2 separate regions of the Mus musculus genome follow, and region 1 is linked to region 2. A link is a contact called in public promoter capture Hi-C data. All regions are on one chromosome and are shown on one strand. The core of a region is the stretch at or near the end of the contact, and the rest is flanking DNA. Distances in the headings are between cores, read along the strand shown.

Evidence for each region. Capture Hi-C pulls out chosen DNA fragments and counts their contacts.
Region 1: a contact with region 2 is called in a promoter capture Hi-C map of liver. The contact joins two enhancer-like sites. A contact is called at or near these places in 5 of 39 promoter capture datasets (cranial neural crest, neural stem cells, neutrophils and 2 more), 1 of 15 datasets of contacts at CTCF or cohesin (embryonic stem cells), 2 of 484 Hi-C or Micro-C datasets (B cells and the N1E-115 cell line), 9 of 115 datasets of contacts at active chromatin or transcription factors (the HPC-7 cell line, the SCID.adh cell line, embryonic stem cells and 3 more) and 4 of 9 other capture datasets (adipose tissue, embryonic stem cells, liver and 1 more).

What each region holds. Positions count from the first base shown.
Region 1 is chr10:81,399,677-81,403,832 of GRCm38.p6, forward strand. Nfic (nuclear factor I/C) reads right to left here. Exons shown (of 10, transcript NM_008688.3): 9 at 3,676-3,752; 10 at 1-1,395. The coding sequence ends at 3,702. Among named protein-coding and RNA genes, the nearest start is that of Gm16104, 7.8 kb to the right of the region's middle. Within about 2 kb of position 2,240, at least 199 of the 459 cell types and tissues checked have an H3K27ac peak or open chromatin away from gene starts, as enhancers often do. A contact at or near this core is called in liver, where this site is marked.
Region 2 is chr10:81,298,239-81,302,614 of GRCm38.p6, forward strand. The region is part of intron 1 of Pip5k1c (phosphatidylinositol-4-phosphate 5-kinase, type 1 gamma); the gene reads left to right. It overlaps Gm16315 (a long non-coding RNA gene), which reads right to left. Exons shown (of 2, transcript XR_001779824.2): 2 at 3,463-4,167. Among named protein-coding and RNA genes, the nearest start is that of Gm16315, 3.8 kb to the right of the region's middle. Within about 2 kb of position 1,848, at least 25 of the 459 cell types and tissues checked have an H3K27ac peak or open chromatin away from gene starts, as enhancers often do. A contact at or near this core is called in liver, where this site is marked.

The DNA of each region.
Region 1 (4,156 bases), core at 990-3,489, 100 kb after region 2:
TCAGGGAGGAGGGGCCTTTGTAGGTTCAGTAACCTTAAAACACCCAACATCTCCCAGAGCGGGCCATCCAAGATAGCGACAGGGTGGGTGCATATGGGGGCTGTGGAGCTGGGGCTGGGCCCTTGCACCCCATCTTAGTGTTTATAGGTCAGTGAAGTACGCATAGCAGATGGGGGACCCCAGCCATCAGTCCACCCTGTCACCCCATCACTCCCAGAGCCCTCCCACCTGGGGTCTGAGTGCACTTCCACCAGCCTTCTTGGTCCCTGTGCTGGGCCCCACGTCATCAGGAGGGTCAAAGTGCAAAGGGGGTACCCCCCTGCAGTGGGGTACCCCAGGGTGGGTCTCCAGGAAGTAAGGCACTGGCAGAAGTGTAGGGGGACGGCGCATAGCCCCAGCCTGGGTTTTCGGGACACCCAGCTCTAACCCCCCCTGGGGTCCCATCTCTCTAGCTTGGAGGGCGCGCAGTGATGGGGAGCTAGGGTACACGGAGACAAGGGTGGGGTGCCCTGGCCACTCTGTGTCCCCGATGGACGAGGTGGACGGCGGGTGGGTGGAAGGGCTAGGCACTTAGATCGCGGCACCTCCCGCCTCCAGGAACCTCGGCGTGGGGGGCCCCCGGTTCCCCCACCTCTGTTTCTCAAAGTGCTGATACCTTCCATGTGCGAGAGGAGGCCGGAGGGTCGGGAGCTGCGTGGCCTCTCATGCCGGGGTGGGGTGGGGACAAATTGCATAGAGAGATGTGTCCTTCCAAATGAGGTCCGCAAGGAGAAGGGGCCAGAGGACCGAGATGGAGGCTGGACGTAGGACCCTCCCAGGGGTCCCAAAGTACCTGTATGGCATGTCTGTCCCCAGCAGGGCCAGCGCTGGGCGGCTCCCTCGAGCCTCTTCTGCCCACCGTGCGGTCTGTCCACCTCCAGCCTCCTGTCTTTGGCAAACACTGTCGGTAGGGACGGCCGGAGGTCCCCGAGGCTGGCGCTGGTGGCTGGCAGCAGGGGTCTGGGGAGAGGTGGCCTGGCTGGGTGGCCCACCCCGTCCATTCTGCCCATCTGTTGGTGCTGGGCGCAGGTACCAGGCCAGGATTGCCTGGTCTGTGGGTGATGGCAGAGCCCTCAGGGCGCAGAAGGGCTGCAGGCAGCCGTCCATCAGCAGCAGGTGCCAGAGACCCACAGCTCCCATCTGTTGTCATCTTGGTTGGGAAGGGTTTGTTTTTTTTTTCCTGTTTGTCTTTGTCCTTTTCTCCTCCTGTCTTTTCCATCCAGCTGGGAGTCCGCAGGGGGCTTCTCACTCCATCTAATTTTCCACCAAAAATGCAGGCTGGGACTGTCACCCTGGGACTCCACCGGTGATGAAGGAGGGATGGGAAGGCAACCTCGGCTACCCCAGGTACCAGGACTGCATGGTCGGCAGAGAGATGGAGACAGAGAAATTGGGTGTCAGGAAAGCAGCAGTCTCTTCCCCTCCCCCACAACACATGGACTCCTTAATCCCAGACCATAATTCCAGGTGTGATAGTGGCCTATGTCCTCCCTTCACCTCTGCACAAGGCTGCCTGGCAAAACAGAGGAGGCCGGCAAAAAAACGGGCGGCAAAACGGCAGACATGCCCCTTTCCTGTTGGTGTTGTCTGTCCCACGTGATACTTAGTTTAAGTATATCCTGCATGATGTCAGAGACATGTGATTACATTCCACGTGACGTTTGGGACTGGCCTGAATATATTAAGTCTGTGGGCATCTGAGGACCCTCTTTGCTAACTGGACTCCGGCCCTAAGCCTGAGAAAGCACGTGTGTGGGCAGCGCTGATCATGGTTCAGTAGTAAACCAGGCTAGCCTAGAACTCACTGTGTAGCTGGGATGGCCTTGAGCCTTTCATCCTCCTGCCCCAGTTTCCCTAGTGGCAGGATGATGGCCGGCACCACCACACTGGCCTGCCTTTTCAACAATCATGCCCTTGTCCCAGCTAGAAAGTTCCTGGCTGGCCTCAGAGAGTGGACAAGACCAGCTTGGACATGTCCCAGTCCGGTTCGTCTCCAAGACTCCTGGGGTGTCAGTGGAGCACTGTCCTGGGAGTCCTGTCTAGCCTGGTGCCTGAGAGTGGATAGGGCGGGGGTGGGGTAGCGTGGTGCGCAAAGGCAGGGGTGGGGCTGCCTGCAAAGTAGGCGGGGCCTGTAGTGCCTCTCTCTCGGCCCCACCCTCAGCCAAGTTCAAGCTCCTGAGTCCCTTAGCTCATGTCTGGTTTCCGTTGGCAACCAGACAGGGTGGGGTGTGACCCCGCAGTGTGCTGGACCGCGGTGCTAGCATCCTAGGCAGCGAGAGGGGGCTGGAGCCTCAGACCCCCGGGGGTATTTGTGTGCGTGGGTATGAGGGGCCTTGGGGGAGGGGGAGAGAACAAACCGGGGAACCCGGCAGCAGGGAGGCCAAGCCAGGAATAACAATGTAGCCAGCCAGGAAGTGCTGACTGGGCGGAATGAGCAGAGGCCCAGAGCTGATGTGGGGGCTGGGGGAGGGGAGAGCCCACACTGCAGCCTCCTGATTTCCCTGGTGGGGGTGCAGATCTTGTCCACTCCACAACTCCTCCTCACTCCACCCTATCTATTCTCCTTCCCCCTAAAACCTTCTGTGGCTCCCTAGTATGGCCGGGGATGAGGCCAGCATTCTGAGGCCAGCTTCCCCTTGCTTAGCCCACAACATTGCTTGGTCCTCCACGGAGCAGACCCGGTCACTGGGTCACTGTGTTGTCTTCAGCTGACAATGGCAGATGGCCTGGCCTCAGAAACCCTGACCCAGAGGAGGCCTAGGGAGCCTCAGATATACCGACTAAAAACTCCCTGATTCTAAATCCCAAGGTCACCTGCCTCAGTTTGTCAGGAATGGATTCTGGTTTCGTGGGAGGGAGGGCTGGGGGGAGAGGCAAGGGCGGAGAGGAAGGAGTGAGGCGTGTATGTGGGTCTAGAACATTCCCAGCAGGGTGAGGGTGCTGGCCATACAGGGATGGGGAGTGGGGTGGGGGTGGAGGTGGGGGTGGGGCTGGGCTTGGGAGGCTCCCACAATGAAGGCTGAAAAAGAGACAGCCCACCTGGGCCCTGGCCTCAGTCACAGTCAAGGCTTCTTGAGCCACTGAGAGGAACCTGGACAGCTATAGAGGGTCCCAAGGCAACCTCTGATCAATGTGAAGACAGAGGTGACCACCCCTTGCCGTGTCCCACCGCTATGCATCCACAGGCAACTTGCCTTCCCTCTCTAAGCCTCTTCTGGAACACTAGCTTCCTTCTCTTCCTGCTCTGCGCTCTGCCTCCCAGTCATCCTACCTTTCTGCTCTGCCTCTTTGGAGAGGAGGCTGGAGAGCACGGAGAAGTCCTGGCCTGCAGTGTACTGTGTGACTCTGGGCTGGCTGCCTCTCCTCTCTGAGCCCCAGTTCCCCAACTAGAGAAATGCACCCCACCCTGGGTGCTCTGCCGGGTTGGGAGCTATAGAGTGGCAGATGGGGTGGAGGGAGACAACACACCCAGGGGGGTGGGGCTCAAGGCCCGGGGTGGTGGGAGCGAGAGGCTGGCTTCCTATGAGTCCCTGCCAGGGCTGTGGCCAGCAGGCCTGCTGTCCCTGACCCCCCAGGCCGGCCCCTCTTCCCCACCCCCCCACCCCCCAGCCGGCCTCTCGGCCTCTCGGCCCCTACCTGTCCCGCAAGAGGATCCCTCCGTCCTAATCCCACAAAGGGACTGTTTGCAGGGGACGTGTCGGGCGGAGAGCAGGCTGTGGGGAGGAGAGAGACCAGAGCCCGTTAGCACCAGAGCATGGGGCCCAGAGAGGGTGTCTGCTGCCTGGGAGTCACACAGCCTTCCCTTCATACCCAGCTGCAGTGGCCTCGGGGCTGCGGCCCTCATCATCCCCCCAGGGGCAAATCTGGCCACTCCAAGAGCCTGGGTCCTGGGGATCCCGGCTGGGGTCCCTAGGTGGTGAGGTAGGTGGGGCACCAGCCTTGGGCTGAGGCAACGAATAAAATATTAATAATCAAAGGCCAGCAATGAATAATTCAGGGTGTTCCAGCTGCGGCCAGGCTGGCGGCATCCCGCACATGGTGCCATCAATAATTAAAGGCGTTTTATTTATTGATTCCCCTCGTGGAGTGTGTGGGGCGGATGGAGCATCTGCACAAA
Region 2 (4,376 bases), core at 598-3,097:
AAGCTGTTGGAGATGTGTGAGAGAGGCTGCTGGCTTTATTCAGCCTCTCTGAAGTCTAGGTGGAGTTCACACCCACAGCTGCAGCACTCAGGTGTGGAGTCGAAGCTTGTGTTGCACTCAGTCATCACCCCGCCATCCGTCTGTCTGTCCATCAGTCGGCACTACAGCCAACTCTGCATGTTTCAAGGCATGAGCTGCAGTCCCTCCTCTCCTCTGCCTTTATGTGGGCTCTGGGCACTGGGCGTGGGTTCTCAGGCCTTTGCACCTTCCCCCGCTGGCCTCAGTGGCACTGTATCAAAACCGCATAGTCTCATTCCAGAACCTTCCAACACCCCACCCATTTCTCAGCACCTCCTGGCACACACGAGTCCACTCCCTGTCTGGGAGCCCACAGGATGTGGCCTTTGTGTCATGGTCCCTCACCGAGTCCCATGTCCTTCGTGTCCCTCCACAGTTTGGGCTTGTAAGAGCCTCACTCCTGTTCATGGCTGAGTAATACTCCAAATGGGGACAAGACGCCCTGGTGTGCTGTTCCTCCGTGGACAGATGTCCATGTTTCCTTGTGTTGGTTGCTTTCGGAAAGTCCCACAGGGACTGTGCACAGAATTTGGGTGGATTGGGCTTTTCACTTCCCCTGGTGACTGCCTGAGGGTGGACTCGCTGAGTCACAGAGAAACCGTGTGTCTGACTGGGGACAAGCCAGGCTCGCCCACAGCCACCAGTACTTCTCCTTCCCTGCCGGCTGCAGGTGGCTTCCTGTGACTAGCTTCACTGACTTTAGTGGCTGTTTTTAGTCCTTAATGTTACGTATATGTCTGTCTTATGGATGTGTGGGTGGTGCCCTGAGGGTGGTAAGGTCAGTGGTCACCTTGCCAGAATCACTTTTCTCTTTCTACCATGTGGTCCTCAGGTTTGAACGCAGACCATCCAGCTTGGTAGCAAGCACCTTCACCCACTGAGCCCTTTCTCTGGCTCATGTGGCCTCTCTTCTGAGCACAGGCACAGTAGGCATAAGGAAGGCATAGTTACCGTGGTGCCAGTATGTGGTGTGCCAGATCCCCTGGAACCAAAGATACAGGTGGTTGCTAGCCATCGTGTGGATGTTAGACATTGAACCCAGGCCCCTCTGAAAGAGCAGCCAGTGCTTTAACTATCTAGCCATCTCCCCAGCCCATCACTGTGACTGTCCACTGTCTTTATGTCTTAGACAGGGTATCCCTGCATAGCTCAGGCAGGCCTCAAACTCCCAATCCTCCTGTCTCAGACTCCTGAGAGCGAGGATGACAGAGGAGGGCTGCCGGGAGCAGGGAGTCCAGGAGTTGTGTGTGTTGCATGAGCTGTGCCTCTAAATGACCTCAAAGTCAGCGTTTTGTATGGGCAGGGCCATCCCCTCTGAGTGTCCCTGAGGGGAACCAGTGATGCCAGTGAGGGGTGGCCCTGACTTCTGCCATGTTCATGCTGGACTGAGGTTTAGAGGATAGGTGGGCAGAGTGAACAGTCACAGGAGAAAGGGACTGGACAGGAAGGAAGGGCCATGTTGGTCTGTTGTCCCTGAGCCCTAAGTGATAGCAGCCGCCAGCACAGAAGTGTTGGCTGCCAGAGCCAGGAATGGAACCAGCTGTGCAAAGGTACTGTGAGCAGACATGCTGGCTTGGGCCATGAAGGGGCAGCATGCGTGGCCCAGGCACCTGGGACGGCCCAGTCATATGTAGGCTCTGCCTAGGCCAGAACGGAACACCCTGGTGGAAGGAGTTATCAGAAATGCAAGGACCTCTGGGGAATGGGTGATTTGGACTGGGAGCCTCCGCACCCCAGGCAGCATTGGACCTTGGTCCTGTTTCTCCCACAGTCCATCCCATGATCCAGGCTGTGGTCTGGCTTCCAGGCCTCTCAGCACTCAGCGCTCCACCCACCACTGACACAGGTTTTCTTGAGAACATTAACTGAGGTTCTGGGGGCAGGCATCTGTGCAGGCCGGGTGGGTGAGACCCTGTTTCAACACCCTCCTGTTGCCCACACACCACAGGAGGCGCCGTCTTCCTCTGTAGCCCAGGCTGGCCTGAACCTCGTCAGCCCTGCCTCGTCATCTCGGGTGCTGGGATGGCGGTTGTGAGGCACCATGCCTGAGTTCTTCATTTCTGCCTTTCTGAGCTGTTGGGTCAGCTCTGGTGCATTGGGACAACACTCTGGGGCCATGGAGTCCAAGGGTCCAGTGCTGGCCTGCTATCCCTGGCGTGCGATAAAGATTAACCCACAGAGAGCGGGAGCTGTTGCTCTTCCAGGACTTGGCAGATTCTTTCTGTGGCCTGTCCCATTGTGTCCCAGAGTGCCGACTTCAGCAGCTGCTAGGATCCAGTTTTTTGCAAGTGCATGACAGAGTGCGCACAGCCATGTGGCATCCTGCTTACCAGGGCAAGGTGGTCATCTACGGGCACCCCGCAGCTGCCTTAGGAGACACTATGTCGCTGAGGGTGGCCCTTCTTAATTGTATGGCATAGATTGTCTCCTGGTTCCACTACCTATACTTCCCTGTGCAGGGATGACCAGCCTGCCACAGCCCAGCATTGCTGTTGGTGTTGCTGCAGTGATGCTGTGTAGCCTTCGTGACCTCTGCCTCCTCTTGTCCTCCTGGGTTCTGGGATGATGGATATACACAACCAGGGCTGACCCCTTCCCTTACTTGAGATAGTCTTTCTCTTCCCCTTCCTCCTCTGCCCCTTCCTTCTTCCTCCACGTCCTCCTCCATCTCCATCTCCTCCCCCTCTTCCTCCTCCTCCTCCCCCCCCCCTCCATCTCGGCCTCCAAGTCTTACTCTGTCTCCTCCATCTCTTGTACTTTCTTTCTCTTTCTGCAGTTCTGAAGAGGCCAGGGTGCGGTGCGTGCCCTGCAGTGTCTCTGGAATGCATAGTATCCAGTCCCTCAGCAGTTTGTTTCCGGTGCAAGGTTTCAGAGGCCCACGTAGGTCAGGTTGTTCTTGACATGGGACTAGATCACTCAGACGACCCTAAAGTCCCTTAAATTGGCTATAGCAGAAAGATCAGTAAACCACACAAATCTGCTGCATGCCCACAGGTGTCCCCAGCTCCGCAGTGGTTCCAGGGTGACAGACTCAGGAGCATGGTGATGTGGCCGGCCGCCTTCTGGACCTGTTTGTTGTTGTTCAGGAAGCTGAGTTTTCTCTCTCGAGCTTGGAGAGAGCCCCTGGCCTGTCCCCTCACACACTGCAGAGGTGGGGGCGGGGTCCAAATGGGGACCTGCTGCTGGGGCCATCACCTGCTGGGTCTGCAGGCTGTGAGCAGATGGAAGGGGAAGTTGGTAGGTGTCTTCGAAACTTGGACACAGTACCCTGATCCTGGCCACTCAGAGGCCAGGGACCAAGCTCTGTGACAGATGGAGTCTGCAGGTCCCATGAGGCCTGCGCTAATAGTGATGTGTTTACCTTTGTGGACACTTACGTCTACATTTTGATTTTGGGATCTCGAGCTATAATTGGTAGACTGTAGGGATCACTTGTTTAAGATATACACACCTGTGTGATCTTCAGATTATACAGCCAGGTAATCTACATAGTTCCAGAACATCACATCCCTCAGAGAAGGCCTTCTGTGTTTAAGGCATCCACCAACGAACACATGCGTTCCCCTCTGTGTTCTCCCACCCTGGGTGTGACCTGTCATGGATATTGTATGGCTTTCTTGTTTGGGTCCCCTGTGTTGCTCCAGTGTGTGGGTCACCGGGACAAGGATGCACTGTGCAGTATGAGAGCAGCAGACCATTCGCTTCCTTTTTGAGGTCTTCGCACAGCCGCCATGTCTCTGTCCGTTGCTGCTGCTGCTGCGTAACAGGCACCTCCGATGTGGAAGCCCCACACCACACTCGTGCATGCACCTACACAGATCCCCATGCGGTGTGTGATGCCTCTCTTGGGTGGCCAGAAGTGGGATCATGTCCCAGGCCTCTTTTCAGAGACAGACAGGTCACCTGTACATGCAGCATGGGAGCCACCATCAGCCACTGGGCCCTTCACAGTTGAGCAGTGTGGCTGTGCGGGGGATGTGTGAGGGTCTCGCTCAGCAGTGGGCAAACCTTGCAGGAGTCTGGCAGAAGGAGCTACGGAGAACACAGCTGTGCCGGGGCAGGATGGAGTAGGGCAGGGGCCTTTGTTGGCTTGAGGAGGCAGAGAGGAGGGAATCAGGGAGGCAGCAGGAAAGGAAGTCTCGGTATAACCCAGTCAGCAGGCTAGCATGAGCTCATGGATAGCTCCCACCTCTGCTGGCCCCAGGCCTTGCTCTCTGAGGCAGAGTGGTGGCAGGGTCAAGGGCCTGTGATCTCCCTGGCTATAGTTTCTGTTTCCTGTCCATTCCAGCCCCTTTCCT